Regions from separate parts of the Zea mays genome. Here regions 1 and 3 are each linked to region 2. The links are chromatin contacts, called in public Hi-C maps. All regions are on one chromosome and are shown on one strand. The core of a region is the stretch at or near the end of the contact, and the rest is flanking DNA. Distances in the headings are between cores, read along the strand shown.

Region 1 (3,465 bases), core at 22-2,521, 290 kb before region 2:
AATTCAAACACTTCCCGAAGTACCGTCGAGATGCTGACGAACTGAAAGTTCAACTTTTATGGACTTGCACTTTGAGATTCACATTGTCCATGGCATATGTATTCTCTATCATCATCATCATCTATATTGTTCCTAAGCATATTTGATATACTATTATTATATAGCAATCAATTCTTATTTTTACCATTATACAAATCTAGGAACGAGCTTACCTTGTAATCAATAGTGTAGCAGTAGGTGTTATGTCCTCATCATTTAATGCTTAAACATGTCTTTGAATAAATATTTATTTCCGATGTAATTCTAATCACATATTTATTCTATGATGCAAGATAAAAAATGATAAACACATCATGTATCAACTCTTTTTTATGTTACATGTAAACAATATCTTTATACAGATGTATTAATTTTTTTGTAATAACTCTGATGTTATAATCAAGTCATGTAAGAAATTGTTTTGGTGTTTTAAAGTTTAATCTTCTTATATAAATATAGATTATTTTAAGTTCTCTCTTTGAATGTGCTCAACAAAGTACTAAATTTAACTTAGTCTTTTGTGTACTTAGTGTTAAGTGGCTGACAAACAGTTTGAGATTAGATTAAATTGAACAGTTCTGTCACACTATGGTGGCTCCTTTGTTTTGCATGTGTGGATAGGATGGATATTAAGACGAGTGGATAATATATGCTCTTTTTTTCTTTTTAAAAAGCTGATGGATCTCACCATATCCCAAGTCTAAATCTAACTACATCCAAACGTTGTATTTTTCAAATTCATAACCTACTCCTCTGTGTCCTTCTTTATTTTTCCTTTCCTATCCTGCATCCAAACATCACTTTTAACCATACATTGATATAATTTTCACCGTATGTCATTTCTCTATCCCACATACTAGGTTTGTTTGATTGACTTTTAAAATATAGCAAACCAAAAATTTGATAAGCCCTAATCTTGGTTATCATTGGTTATCATATAGTTTGCTATTAAAACTTGCTAACCGCTCCTATTTAATTTGTTAAATTTATGACAAGACTTTTTACCCAATTTTTAATTTATCAAACATTTGGTATGACAAATTTTAGTTGCAAACACAGCAGACCGCTTTTTCCCACTGACCAAACGCCACCTTGAGGAAAGGGGGCGGGGAAGTTGCTGAATCTCACGTCCTCACCGTGCCGGACACCGGTGTCTGCTTGGACCAAATCCGATCTCGTGGCCACGGCCAGAACACACCTCCTCACGTCCACCTGACCTCTTGCTCCTCCCCAATAATGCCCAGTGCGGCAGTGCCTGCCACCGTCTAAGCCCACCCCAAGTCTCCGCCGTCAACCCGTCCTCCCCCATGGCCGCCGCCGCCGCCATCTCTCTATCCTTCCACTTTCGTTTCCGCCCGCCCTTTCCATCTCCACGTACCCCCACGCGCCACGCTCCCTTTTCCTTGTTCTCCCCTTCCCTTCTTGCCCCCTGCCGCCTCCGCGTCGCTCCCGGCCGCCCCTCACCGTCCCCGTGGCGCCCCGACGTGCGGGCGCGCGCTGGAAGCACCATCGGGGCGCCGCCTGCGCTTGTGCGCCCAGGCGGAGCCGTGGAGACGGACCGCCTCCCCTCCGACGTGCGGGACCGGGCCATGGAGGCGGTCGACCACTTCGGCGGTCGCGTCACCATAGGAGACGTCGCTTCTCGCGCTGGGCTGCAGCTCGCGCAGGCGGAGCGCGCGCTCCAAGCACTCGCCGCCGACACTGAAGGCTTCCTGGAGGTGCGCCGCTGTCTGCTAGTTACTCCCTCCTTTCCTCCTCCGCTGGTAACCTTCCGGCCTTCTCTGATAATCGTCGCTGATTGTGTAGGTATCGGAGGACGGGGAGGTGCTATACGTCTTCCCAAAGGACTACAGGGCAAAGCTGGCTGGCAAATCGTTTAGGATGCGGGTCGAGCCTCTGGTTGACAAAGCCAAGGTATTTCCAGCAAGGAAAGTGTAACAGTGCGTTAGGTTACTATGAGCTCTTCTGATATTGGTTTGTGCTGCTCCTCTTTTGTAGCAAGTGGGTGCTTATCTGGTACGTGTTTCATTTGGCACTGCGCTCATTGCCTCAATTGTGCTGGTGTACACTACAATCATTGCCATTCTCTCAAGCTCAAGGTATGTTTAGTGCAGCACGAAAGAGTTTGTGTGCTAATTATTATATGTTCACTGCCTAAAGGTCTGTTCTGGAACGATATCTTCATCTTTGTCATATGGTTCAGTTCCCTTAAATGACATTCTGTCTCTGTAATTTGATCCGTGAATTCTATAAAAATGAAGCACACATAGATTTCATGAGTGGTTTTTTGGACTTTAGTTGTAGGTTTTGTCATTTAACTCAACACCCCTTTGATTGGTAGCACTTCCTCTTCTACTAGTAGTGATGAAGATGGTCGTGGGAGGCGGAGGAGATCTTATGGTTCTACTATCATCATTCCGACGGATATGTTTTGGTAAGTTTCATATGCATTTTGTAAGGTGTTCTGCAAGTGGTGGATCATATTATTATGTTATTTGACTTAAAAGAACATAAAGGAAATTCTATTTGCTCTTGGACTCGTGGAGCTACTCAATCCGATAATCACATGTCCACGTCATTTATTACGGTGCAACAACAATAACAAATCCTTTAGTCCCAAGTAAGTTGGGAGGATATGCTAGAGTTGAAACCCAACAGAAACTGCAAGTCAAGTTTAAGACACATGGATAAAAGTTTTCCATGCACTCCTATTCAAGACTAAATCTTTAGGTATATTTCGTCCTTTCAAGTCTCCTTTCACTGCCTCTTTCCATATCAACTTTGGCATTTCCCTGCCTCTCTTCCCATTGCTATTGCGTCTTAGGATCCCACTACGCATGAGTGTCTCTAGAGATCTTAGTTGGACATATCCAAACCATCTGAACTGGTATTGGACAAGCTTTTCTTCAATTGGTGCTACCCCTAGTCCATCACGTATATCATAGTTCCATGTTTAATCCCTTCTTGTATAATCATAAATCCAACGTAACATACACATTTCTGTAACACTTATATGCTAAACATGTATGTCATTTTTTGTAGGCCAACATTGTATGTCGTTTTTTGTAGGCCAACATTGTGCACCATACAACATAGCAGGTCTATCGCCATTCTATAAATCTTGCCTTTTAGCTTCTGTGGTACCCTCTTGCCACATAGAACGCCATATGATTGATGCCACTTCATCCACCCTGCTTTGATTCTATGGCTAACGTCTTTATTAATATCCTCGTCTCTCTGTAGCATTGATCCTAATTCCTAAATACCGAAAGGTATCCTTCCTAGGGACTACTTTATCTTCCAAACTAGCATCCCCTTCCTCATGCGCAGTAGTGCCGAAGTCACATCTCATTTATTTGATTTGAGTTCTACTGAGTCTAAAACATGTGGATTCTAGAGTCTCTTGCCACAACTCTAGTTCCTATT
Region 2 (3,125 bases), core at 373-2,872:
CAGTTTGCGGCGGTGGCAAGGGATATCCAGCGGAAAGGCGCGCCGACGCGGCGGTAGGCGGTGGCTAGCAAGCTCCTGTTCGGCGGCGGGCATGTGTCCAGCCTGCTACGCCACGAAAGCATCATTACCCACATGTAATAAGACGTTGGCAACGATCATACATACTGCAGAAACCGGCATCAAAACATAATACCGTGCGAAGAGACCGATAGTTAAGGTATCAGTGCCACACGAGAAATCTCGTTTGTATGTTTCATATAGCTACAATGCAGTCCCTCGAATGACGTCAAACGATAAAGAATCAGATGTAGACAAAGCAGCGCTGGTCGAGTTGATGAAGCGAGCAGTCACGAGTACGCTCCTCAAAAACTTGTTCGTCTGCATACACGTGCAAGTGTACCTCTGTGAATGGTGATTTCAGAGGCCTGCTCTCCCACTATCGTTGTGCTCGTAGAAGGTGAGACGGAGATATGCTATTTGCAATGTGTCTGAGAGGTTGTGTGTCTAACCGGAAGAGCGTACTCCTCCTAGATTCTTATATGCAGTCAGAAGGAGGGGAGAAGGACAACAGACGGTAACGGTCACGCCATTAGAACTAAAAATCGTAGTAGCCATAAGACAGAAAACGAACGGTCATCACTACAGACAAAACGCACGACCGTTTGAATATTCGGACTAAGGTCCGATCTACTACGAGCTACGGGCCCAGTCCGGCCGGCGGCAGCGGCGGCCGACGGTAGCATTGACTATTATTAAATATTAATGGTGTCTATATCACATTAATCCAACATTCTTTGGGAGAAATTTTCATTTTCACGCATGATTATTACCTCCAGAAATGAAGTCATCATCGAAACCCTCTCTCCAATGTTCACGAACAAGTCTTGTCCGGCCCGCCCAATGCTTCTCTCCTGGCACGAAAAGACCACATGAATTGTATCGCTCATTTCCGGTTCTTCTTTTGTGAGGGCATGTTTGGAAACAAGAGTATTGGAGGGATTGAGGGGGCTATAATCCCTTGCTATTCAAAATTAAATAACAAGGGATTATAGCCCCCTCAATCCCCTCCTATACCCTTTGTTCCAAACAAGCCCTGAGGATATCTCGTGCATTTCCTGGAAGCCGAGCTAAAATCCACACGGGCGAAGACTGGTGACCTGACGTCCTCCTGACCCAAGGAATTGTCTCCAGTCAAAGATGCCAAGCCGACAGGCCCGACACTCAACAACAAAATCTGCACATCAGCGCACGCGCCGTGGATAAACTATGCAGTCGCAAGGATTCCATGAATTATGGAACGAACCTAACACTTATTACGCACGCGTAGGACAGTGCGTCGCAAATGGTAGTTTACCCTCTGCCATAAAAGCTAGTGTTCATGTCGATTGCACTTTCTTAATTTTAACTTAATTTATAGAAAACACTAATGGAATTTGTATTTCAAATAATAAAATAATTTTAACAATCTATTAACGATAGTAATTACATATTATATATATTGACTTCTTATATATAAATGATCATAGTTTAAAAAACCAACTAGCTTCTTGAGAAACTATAACAACACGTGTTTTGTTTTGGGACCGAGGGATATTTATAGATAGTACTCCACAGCGCAGAGATGAATGAGACCAGTCGCCCTCTGCCCCAGGCAAAGCTGCAGCTGCAGCTGCCACAGCGGTGACCACGCACGCTGCACCGCACCGCACCGACGGGTGAGACCTGCTGTGTCCACCAACCGTGAGCCCAGCAGGCGACCGACGACGCTAGCTTAGACTAGGAACCAACAATGGCCACGCGCCACCTGCTCCTCCTCCTGCTCGCCGCGCTGCTCCCGGCGGCGGCCACGGCGGACCCGGACGCGGTGCAGGACTACTGCGTGCCGGACACGGGCGGCGGGCGCGGGCGCGGGCGGGCCGTGGATCTAGCGCTGCTCCCGTCCTACCCGTGCAGGAGCCCCGCCAACCTGACGGCGGCGGACTTCGCCTTCGCGGGCGTGCGCGCCGCGGGCAACTTCTCCGCGGACACGGGGTTCGCGGGGGTGTCGGTGACCCCCGCGCAGTTCCCGGCGCTGCACACCCTCGGCGTGTCCTTCGCGCGCGCCGACCTGTCCGCGGCGGGCGGGGTCAACCCGCCGCACTACCACCCGCGCGCCACCGAGACGGCGCTGGTCCTGGCCGGCCGCGTCTACGCGGGATTCGTCGACTCGGGCGGCCGCGTCTTCGCCAAGGTGCTCGAGAAAGGGGAGGTCATGGTGTTCCCGCGCGCCATGGTGCACTTCCAGATGAACGTCGGCGACGAGCCGGCCACGGTGTACGGCACCTTCAACAGCGAGAACCCCGGCATCGTGCGCATCCCGGCGACCGTGTTCGGGTCCGGGATCAAGGACGCCGTCCTCGAGAGGGCGTTCGGCCTCGAGCCGGAGGAGCTCCGCCGGCTCCAGAAGAGGTTCGGGCCTCCTCCCAAGACCAAGACGGCGGAGATGGACGATTGATCGGAAGATCAGGCACTCGCGATCAAGGGGGACATGATTAATTGATTAGTTATATTAAGAGCAGCAGACTTTGTGATCTCTGGAATATATCTCCTTCCATTTGTTAATGTCTGTATGAATTATTTGGCGGTGGACGGTGGTTATCATGGACCGATAATGCCGGTACGTACAGATGGGATGGGCATGTGGGGTTAGGTGTCACATTCAAGTGTCTACGAGATGTTTATGGGTTTATATATATTGTTAATAAAGCAGGCCGACTTTATTTGCTCTGGATGATCATTTTGTTTACGCATGGGAAGTGATCCATCACGCGTATTAGCGTATGTTTGGTTCGGTGTCAACGTGGGATGGGACAGGACCAACCCTGGGTTGACCCCGTCCCTTATTTTTTGAGGGATGATCTCATCTACAATTTTTGAAGAATATTTCTTAACCCTAACTCTGGGTCTCCAAACCAAACATGAGTCAAATTAGAATGATCTCACCCCATCCCTCTTCGTCCTTCCTCGTCCATCCATCCAAACACTACATTAGTGCCCACGCAGCTGTGGTTTTAGGAGAAACGAATAAGTTGGGAGCGCATATTAGAAACGGTTGGATATGATTTTTTTCTGTTATTCTAAAAAAA
Region 3 (3,247 bases), core at 157-2,656, 340 kb before region 2:
GTTCCTCTCCATGCAGAGTAGTACCTAGTACGACGGCGTCTATTTGCATCTACGTGTCATCAGTAGTACAGCATCACAGGATTCACGGGAGCACCGGTCTGATTTTGCGATGATCAATCAGCTCGGATGAGCCTCCTCACCATTCTGGCAAAAACAAAAAAAAACCCGACAAGGGCACGTACATATAAGTGACGAACACGAATATCATAATCCAGCAACGTTCTAGGCAGAATGGAGGATTACGCACGCCTATATATTTACCTTCGTGTCGCCTCTGGCGGCGGCGGCGGCCCTCTTGGCCGCCTCGGCCTTGGCCTTGTCCTCCTTCCTCCTCAGTTTCTCCAGCTTCTCCCGCTCCATCTTCTGCTTTACTCAAACGAATCCCCAATTCGATCAACTCACTCAGTCTAGCAGGACGAAACGCGAAACGATCGCACCCGACCACACATAATCAGTCAGTCAGTACTCAGTAGGCAACCGGTCACCTGTATGTAGACGTTCTCGGCGGCGCGCTCCTCCTCGCTGAGCAGCCTGCCGGAGGCCTTGTCGCTGAAGTAGCGCGACACGCCCTCCATCCTCCTCGCCACGGCCGCCCACGCAGGCCGCTGGGCAGTAACGCTCGCCGCCACGGTCCTTCTTGTAGCCATCCCCGGTCCGGTCGCTTCCGCACCCCACGCTGTTCTCACTTCTTGCCCGGCAAGTAAGCAGGCAGGGTTCGCTTCCTCACCAGGAACACACACGACCGCGTCGACACGTTGCCGGTGACACTAGTAGCGGATCTTTTAAACCGGATCGGTACGCCTTATCTCTATCTTGTACTATAGTATATAGGAGGGAGGGTCTGTCAGTGTCAGGCCGATGCTCCGAACCTGCCAGATTCCCACGTGAGAGGATAAGGATGAGCCGAGCCCGAGAGCGAACACGGTTTTGTGAAACCGCGACGGAAGCACAGGCAGTCAGGCACAGCACTACGCTTGTATTCTTTCCTGTTTCTGGTTCTTTTCTGGCCCAATCAAGCCCATCAAAGCCTTGCATAGCACTGGCCCTGTGGCCCATCAAAGAAGGACTGCCTTATACCAAGACAAGTCAACAACAACAACGGTAGGCCCCAGGGCGGCGCCTTTTTTCTCCTTACAACTGACGGTTTTATTTCTCGGCGACCTCCCCTGCTATATGCATTTGTGCAAGACGTGAAAGCAGCCATCCACGTCCATTAGATGTCAATCCAACGGTATATGTTTATTTTCCGATTTACCCCTCCCTCCCCTCCCATCCTCTCCTATTCTTTTTCTGAACACCCCCTGCCATTTTCTTTCTTCCCTGCCTTTTCCCCCCTACTCTGTGCACACACTCGAGAGTCGAGACTCAGTTGTCACCGCTCCCCGCCGTCCTGCTGATAAGATTGCTCACATCTGCTCCCTCCCCAGACAGCAAGTGAAGAATCAGGTTGTAGAAATTGTATTGGGTTTAGGGTTGGAGCAGGGTGTTTTCAGAAAAAAAAGAATAGGAGAGGGGGAGGGTTAAATCGCGAATTTCTCTGCTTGCTTGAGACCACAGCAGTCGCAAGTCGCAAGTCGCAAGTCCCAACTCAGGTCAGGTGAGGGGTAGGTGAAGTGGGAAGGCGCGCGGAGGGGAGGGGAGGAGAGGAGGATGGCTGCAGCCGCGGGGAGGAAGGTGGCGGTCGCCGCCGTGCAGTTCGCCTGCACCGACGTCGAGGCGGAGAACGTCGCCACCGCCGAGAGGTTTGCTATTGCCCGCCCGCCTGCCCGCCTACATCCCTAAGTTAACACCGCACCTGATTCCCTCTCCCCCCGAGAAGCCGAACTCCTAGCCGTTCAGTCTACTCGCGGTCTCGCAGACGTGCAAGTTTGCTGGAGTTGTGATGTCTAACGCCCTCCTATCATGCTCAGTAGCACGTGGTCCTGGTGTCAGCGGTTGCTGCTAACAAGGGGTTGGTTCGTGATGGTTTATTATACTGATGAAACCTGCACTGGATGCGCACCCCTAGTGCTTGATTTGCACGCTCGAGTTTGCTTTCGGTACCGGTGCCACAAGTAGTTCCTCTCATTGACTTTTGTGTCTTTATTTTTACCATCAAGTATCTATCCTGATAACCGATTTCGTAGTAGCTAGTAGTTATCACGTACGGCCCCTATTATTATCTTCTACATGTAATTCGAATCCGCTATAAAAATTTTAGTACAAAATCACCTCTGATAAAACTATAAAGATCTTATATCATAACTTCCGTGTACCTACACATTGGATCGGACAATCCTGTCGGCTACTTTATTCTCAACTCCATTCTTTTTTCTGTCAGCTACTTTACTCTTGCAGTGAATTATTGAGGCATCTGCTTTGGTGTCTGGATTCGGTTATGTAGCTTGAGATGCTGTGCTTTTGGTTAATACAATTAAGGGCCTGCTTGGGAATGCAGTTTTGAAATAATGTAGTTTTGAGATACCATAGTTTACAATTGTACATGACAAAAATACTACGGTATTACTTTACCACAGTAAAACTATAGTATTGCTCAAAACCGAGATCTGTTTGGTTCTATTGGAAAAACAAAGTATATGTAGAGAGAAAAGAAGAAAACCGAGGTCATGAGTGGAGTTTCAAAAACTCCAAAAATACCATAGTTTTGCGTAAACCATGGTATTTAAAACTGAGTTTTGACTATACAAACCAAACACCTTTTGAGCTCCAATACTATAGTATCATCAAATACCATAGTATTGTTTCAAAACTGCAAAAATACTACGATTCCAAACAGGGCCTAAAGTATGCATTCATGTATTAATCCTTCAATACAGTCTTACATAACCATTTGTATCAGCTACTTAATCCTCATTTATGCATTTCTGACGGCTTCTTGGGGAATCCCAATAACAAGTTAAATGATACTATGTTTCTGCTTGTTCAGCTGTTGGGATTTGGGTTACTTATGGTACAAGCTCTCCTATATTCTAGTACAGTAAAGTAAAAAGTCTGTCTCCAAGCCTGTTTCTGTAGTTGTATGGTCTCCACCGAAAAAACACTGCAGACTTGGTTCCTGTCTACAATTTAGGTCCTGTTTGGGAACAAAGTTTTTGGAAACCACAGTTTTTGAAATACTACAGTATACAGAGAAAACTGAGGTATAAACCTAAGTTTAGAATACTTCAAAAGAACTGCAGTATTTGTAATACTTTAGTTTTGAAAACAGAGATTTAGCTGGCTTGCCAAACACCTTTTGGTATATAAT

The links. Hi-C and Micro-C count contacts between places; a contact is called where the count stands out from the background.
Region 1: a contact with region 2 is called in a Hi-C map of leaf, with 4 times the contacts expected there. The contact joins the promoter of LOC100279475 here to the promoter of LOC100283161 in region 2. A contact is called at or near these places in 6 of 25 Hi-C or Micro-C datasets (ear, leaf and tassel) and 1 of 3 datasets of contacts at active chromatin or transcription factors (seedling).
Region 3: a Hi-C map of ear shows a contact between it and region 2, with 4 times the contacts expected there. The contact joins the promoter of LOC100282130 here to the promoter of LOC100283161 in region 2. A contact is called at or near these places in 12 of 25 Hi-C or Micro-C datasets (bundle sheath, ear, endosperm and 4 more) and 1 of 3 datasets of contacts at active chromatin or transcription factors (leaf).

Annotation. Positions count from the first base shown.
Region 1 is chr5:172,484,930-172,488,394 of Zm-B73-REFERENCE-NAM-5.0, reverse strand. It overlaps LOC100279475 (Iron-sulfur cluster biosynthesis family protein), which reads left to right and starts at 1,271. Exons shown (of 13, transcript NM_001152479.1): 1 at 1,271-1,757; 2 at 1,846-1,953; 3 at 2,038-2,138; 4 at 2,399-2,473. The coding sequence starts at 1,347.
Region 2 is chr5:172,198,296-172,201,420 of Zm-B73-REFERENCE-NAM-5.0, reverse strand. LOC100283161 reads left to right here and starts at 1,622. Exons shown (of 1, transcript NM_001156063.2): 1 at 1,622-2,768. The coding sequence starts at 1,790. The coding sequence ends at 2,494.
Region 3 is chr5:172,537,070-172,540,316 of Zm-B73-REFERENCE-NAM-5.0, reverse strand. LOC100282130 reads left to right here and starts at 1,406. Exons shown (of 9, transcript NM_001368938.1): 1 at 1,406-1,742. The coding sequence starts at 1,651. LOC100282243 (ATPase inhibitor) reads right to left here and starts at 757. Exons shown (of 3, transcript NM_001155155.2): 1 at 486-757; 2 at 262-363; 3 at 1-144. The coding sequence starts at 647. The coding sequence ends at 118.